Linked DNA regions of Salmo salar: region 1 is linked to region 2. The links are chromatin contacts, called in public Hi-C maps. All regions are on one chromosome and are shown on one strand. Each heading gives the region's core, a stretch centred on a gene start, on an enhancer-like site or on the middle of the called end of the contact. The rest is flanking DNA. Distances are from core to core; before and after follow the strand shown. Region 1 overlaps notch2 (notch receptor 2). Region 2 holds the start of sec22bb (SEC22 homolog B, vesicle trafficking protein b).

Evidence for each region. Hi-C and Micro-C count contacts between places; a contact is called where the count stands out from the background.
Region 1: a contact with region 2 is called in a Hi-C map of gill, with 2.3 times the contacts expected there. The contact joins the enhancer-like site here to the promoter of sec22bb in region 2. A contact is called at or near these places in 2 of 3 Hi-C or Micro-C datasets (gill and muscle).

Annotation. Positions count from the first base shown.
Region 1 is chrssa10:24,040,936-24,043,635 of Ssal_v3.1, reverse strand. notch2 (notch receptor 2) reads right to left here. Exons shown (of 36, transcript XM_014216483.2): 3 at 496-761; 4 at 1-213. Among protein-coding and RNA genes, the nearest start is that of slc35a3a, 26 kb to the left of the region's middle. Within about 2 kb of position 1,340, at least 4 of the 13 cell types and tissues checked have an H3K27ac peak or open chromatin away from gene starts, as enhancers often do. A contact at or near this core is called in gill, where this site is marked.
Region 2 is chrssa10:23,995,161-23,997,860 of Ssal_v3.1, reverse strand. sec22bb (SEC22 homolog B, vesicle trafficking protein b) reads right to left here and starts at 1,370. Exons shown (of 5, transcript XM_014216481.2): 1 at 1,110-1,370. The coding sequence starts at 1,184. It overlaps LOC106613828 (cysteine-rich motor neuron 1 protein), which reads right to left. Exons shown (of 5, transcript XM_014216479.2): 3 at 2,576-2,700; 4 at 2,264-2,416; 5 at 1,464-2,115. The coding sequence ends at 1,868.

The sequences.
Region 1 (2,700 bases), core at 91-2,590, 46 kb before region 2:
TACATCTGTAGGAGCCGGGGGTGTTGACACACGTCCCTTGGTTCTGACACACCGGGGCGGAGGCAGCACACTCGTCAGTGTCATTGAGGCAGCGGGGACCCAAGTAGCCTGCAGGACAGGTACAGCTGAACTTGCCCTCGGACAGAGAGCTGCAGGTGCCTCCGTTAGCACAGGGTCCTGGTAGACAGGTGTCCACACGCTCACATCGTATGCCTGGATGCACAGGGAGAGAGATGAGTGGGCTTATATAAGGTTATATAACAGAAAAATAGGGGAAACAGAGCCTCATGTCCTTGTAACCTTGGTTACGTATCATGACCACAACATACAGTACAGAGTTCTGATCAAAGCAAAGGCTAAGAACTGTCCTGAACACGTGTACCAAACATATGACGAATCGTGGAAATAATGTATTGGGATTTGGACTAGTGAACTGCACAGGACTTGTCAGGAATGGACTGTACAGTAGTACTTTTGAGTCAGAGAGGAGCTGACCTGTCCATCCGTGAGCACACTGGCACTTGTACTTGTCGAGGGAGAGCAGGGTGCAGACTCCTCTATTGGTACAAGGGTTGTTGGGATAGCAGGTGGAGTTCTGGGGGGTCTGACAGTGCTGCCCGGTGTAGCCCAGGGGACAGGAGCAGGTGGGGCTGCCCGGGATGCCCAACACAGCCACTGAGCAGTTCCCTCCATTCAGACAGTAACCAGGATGACACGGGTCTTTGTGATGGCAGTACTCACCCAGGAAGCCTGCGGCACACCTGTAGACAGAGGACAATAGGAGTTTTCTCAGCTAGCTACTACATTAAAGACAGCACGTTATCAGCTATAGAAACCTACACAACAAACACTATACATCAAAGAGAAAGAGAAGCAGTAATAGTGGACAGTACATGTCATAGTGTGAGAATCTTATGTTGGAGAGGGTGTGTGTGATTCATACAGGGAAAATACTATTTGGACTATTCATGTTAATTTCGCTGGAGCTAAGAAATTTGAAAAGAACTGAAAGGGTGACAGCAAGGTCAGGTTTTTGACATATCAAAAAGCAGAAGGATGTGACGAGGTGGTTTTACATGGAAGTTACCCAAGTGGCAAAAACTAAAAACAAGAACAATCGTATGTGGAGTTGGACAAGCACTTGGAACTTGTGTGTGTGTGTGTGTGTGTGTGTGTGTGTGTGTGTGTGTGTGTGTGTGTGTGTGTGTGTGTGTGTGTGTGTGTGTGTGTGTGTGTGTGTGTGTGTGTTTGCTAGGTCACAAGACATAGGGAATACATTTCTCTTTTCTTCTCTCTCTGTAAAGTGATTTAACCACATGACGAACAGCACAGAGGGAATTACAATATTGCACAAGAGGAAAAATGAAAACCTGCACTCCACCCGTTCTATGACCTACCCCTGTCCCACCACCCCCTACTTTCACTTTCCGCTTCTCTCGGTCTGACATTTCCCTCTCAGTTTGACTCTTTCTATTTGGCAGTGTAATTTGTACTGTAGTCAGCTAGACGTGTGTGTATTTAAGTCTGGTATTTTGTCTTGGTTGTGTCTGTATTTTCTTAAGTGCTATCTGCTGGTTGTGGTCAGAGACTGATGTTGAAGCATCATCAGTGGTCAGTCACCCTGCTCTAGACAGACACTGTCTCAGGGGCCTTTTGCTCCTCAGTGCTGCTGAGTGTGTGTGTGTGTGTGTGTGTGTGTGTGTGTCTGGCACACTGCCGACACATTGTCGAGGGACTCTCAGCCATAGAGTGAACTGCTGCCTCACAGATACAGGCAACCACACCTACCTCCCTGAGGAGGCTCAGGTAACAGACGATAGGAACACAAACACAGCCTTTCACATCTCACCCCCCCCATACACACAGTTACCTTTTCAAACCGGTAATATATTTATTTTTTTCGCAGATAATTGACGGACAAACATGCAGGAGCACAGTAAATTAGAATAATTTGAATCTTTTGAAATGGAGATGGAAATATTTTTTTAATTAAGTCTCACAGTACTATATTTATTCTACACTAAACGCAGCTTGAAAATATTAGGTTGAGAGAGCATGGGAAACTCCGGCTGTCATGATCAATGACAGAGAGAAGCCCAGAATAGATCAATAGAAAGTGTGTAAGTGTTGTCTTCACCCAAGTATTCATCACACAGTCCGAGGGTTCACACACCTGTTTTAACACACTTGTTGTTTCACACACACACAACCTCTAGAAAGACAAGGAAAACAGATCTTCAAAGAGCTGTGACACAGACTTCTTCACCTCACCTCTCTCCGATTGGACATGCTCCACAGGCATAGCTACCTCCCCATCCCTCCATCTTGTCTCCTCCCTGTCTTAGCACTTCTCTCCAGTAACACTATCCACACCATCGACAGGCTGTACTACGAGGTATCGCAACAATACTAATGCCCTGGGAATTTACACTCCCCTCTACTCCATGACAACCTCTCAACCCTCTGAAAGAATGATGACACAGCCCCTGCTCCCCCAGACATAGATCACATTAGCAGCCTGTCAAACAAAGCCGACCATGTCCACGTTAGTATTCGTTTTATGTTTCAGCAGTAAGACCTATACTGTATGATTAAAGGGAACAATATATTTTACTGTGAAGATGGCTATAAACTAATGTGCACTTATTTGAAAAATCTGTCTGAAATTCACCAGTGTTGAAAGAAAGATGACATAAGTTT
Region 2 (2,700 bases), core at 121-2,620:
CTTCCAGCAGGTGGCAAGACTCACATGTAGCCTACAGCAACTCAGTAATACATTGCCTCCTCATTCTCTTCGACTACAAGGAAATAACAAGGATGAATGATGCTTTTGATAAACAATTTAATGTGGGAGTACAGTAGACCGTCACAAATCGCAAATTAACTTGAGCAGAATTTACTCAATGGACTTACTTTATTAACCAAAGGAGATACAGTATCCCAACATTCAAAATGGTAAGCAAATGGATCACATGAGCTGACAACGCCTGGCCATTAGCAGCTACAGATTGTTACACCAGATAATGTGATTTAACCGTAGATTTTTGGTATACATTACATGATAAGTACTGTTTGGTGTAGCAGAGCATTTTCGACCAACCTTAGCTTGGGGACCCTGTCTTCGTCCTCGAGTTGTGGAAACAGGAGTCTCAAAATGGCCATGTCCAGTTGCACGGGGTCCATTTGAATTTAGAAAATGCTCCTTTATTAAAATAAATAATTTGGGGGGTCTAAGTAATCCAACAACGTGTACACCACCATCTTGTATATTTCAAGTCTTCGCACATTGATCAAGAAATGCGGCACTTCGGTGTAGACACCCACCTGTCTCGGTCAATTAGAGAATACTTGAAATAGACAAGATGGCAGTGTTGGATTACTAAAAGGAGCAAAAAAGTACTTATTTTAATAACGGAACATTTTCTGAATTCGAACGGACCCCGTGCAACTGGACATGGCCATTTAATGGAGACTCCTGTTACTACGTATCGAGGACGAAGAAAGCATTGCCAAGCTACACCAAACAGTACCTATCCCACTAATGGATACCAACAATCTTTGTTTAAACACATTATCTGTAGCTAGACCATTAAATGATTAGCTGCCTGTTACTCTGACACAGCTGGAATAAGTCCATCTGGACTTCAATGTCAGACACAATCAAGCTCATATAATATGAAAGAAGAAAGTAGGCCTGCATAGATGACAAGGTCCATATTGCACACGTAGCACACCAGCGAACAACTATTTGCCAATAGTAGGTGGGTCGATAGATAGCTAGCACAAGCAATTCAAGCTAACATACATGGCATTAGGAAAACTAAAAATCTTAACCTGTTCGTCCTCCTGCATTGAGGCGGCAAGCGGCAGTCCATCCGCCAACCGAGCGATCATTGTCAGCAGCACCATTTTGGAACTGAATTTGTTATTGTCCACCACTAGTGATCGCCACAGTGTCGCTAAGTGAAAGCTAATGACAGCAGTAGCTAGATTGACAACACAACACTCCGGACGCGCTGAGCTGGCCGGAAACGCTAGCGCTTTGGGTGTCGCTCAAATATGTCCGTCCATCCCAGACAGGAACGCCTCAAAGCTTCCGCGTTACTCCCTCACTTATTATAATCGAATAGCCTCTGGGATTAAATACAATGACCACTATGCATAAAATATAAATCACGACTCATGTCATTTGAAAAGAGGGGTCTATTGTTTCCTTTATTATGAAAATGTGCACATGACATCCAGTATCCTACCACGGGCACAGTACCCTATTCCTCCCAACCCATTATCAGTGATGTATTAGAATGTATTAGAATTTAGTTAAATGGTTTTAGTTACTTTTAGGCTACGTTGCTCAAAAAAGCTATTAATGCCATGATTTCAGAAATAAAAACTGTAGGCAATGTGTGAGTCATAATGCATATAAAATTGCCCATGCAGTCCATCAGCTATTAACCAGTGGAGTCCTGTCTGTCGAGTCCAGCTCTGTGTGAGGTCCTGGCACTTTCATTTGGCCTGTCTACCCCTTCTCTCTTCTTTCTCTTTGTCTGTCATCATCTCATCACACTTTGCTGCCTAAGCAGTGCCTAACCCTACACACACTGGTACTGGTGGCAACAAGCCCCTGGAATACCATCCCTGCTCTCCACACGGTGGACTTGCTGGCCAGGAGGACAGGTCGGGGGTGCCAACGGGCATTTATCGAAGTTGCATGTGCAGATAGCTGGCACCAGGGGGCAGCATTGGCCATGAGGAATGTAAGGCTCAGTGAGGAAGGAATCAGCAGGACAGGAAGGGACTTGGACCTCAGGGCAGATAACATTGCTGCAGCGAGCTCCCTCTGAGATAGAGACATGTGGAGAGAAAGAGGAACGGAGATTAATGTATAGATGTTCACGTTTAGTTTTTGAATACCATATTGTTTGCAAAATATAGATTTACTCTATTGTGTTGCAGCAGTTGGTTATTATTTTTGTGGTGAAACTCACGCAGCATGTTTTCACAGGTGTCTTCAGAGAGTAATGGTGTGGGTGAGTAGCAGCTCCTCTCCATACACACACACTGGCTTCCCTGCAACTCGCAGCCCCATTCCACACATATATGCTCCCCTTGTTTCTCCATCTCACTCCAGAGCTCATCCCCTGGAAAATCGATAGCCAAAGTTCAATCATATGCCTAAAACTTCAAAAGCACATACAGCTGGAGCTCATTCTACAAAATATTGAAAGGCTACAGTACTTTCCAACCTTATCAGTTTGTGTGTGTCTGTATACATGGGTGCCTAGGTCTATATATCTCACCTCTCAATGTTTTGAGACATTGGTCCAAACTGTGATAGGAGAAGGCAGCGTGACAAGTCTGTAGGGTGTAGCAGTCACAGGCCCCTGCCCTGACGTTGCAGCCCCACATCCAGGGGCATAGGGGG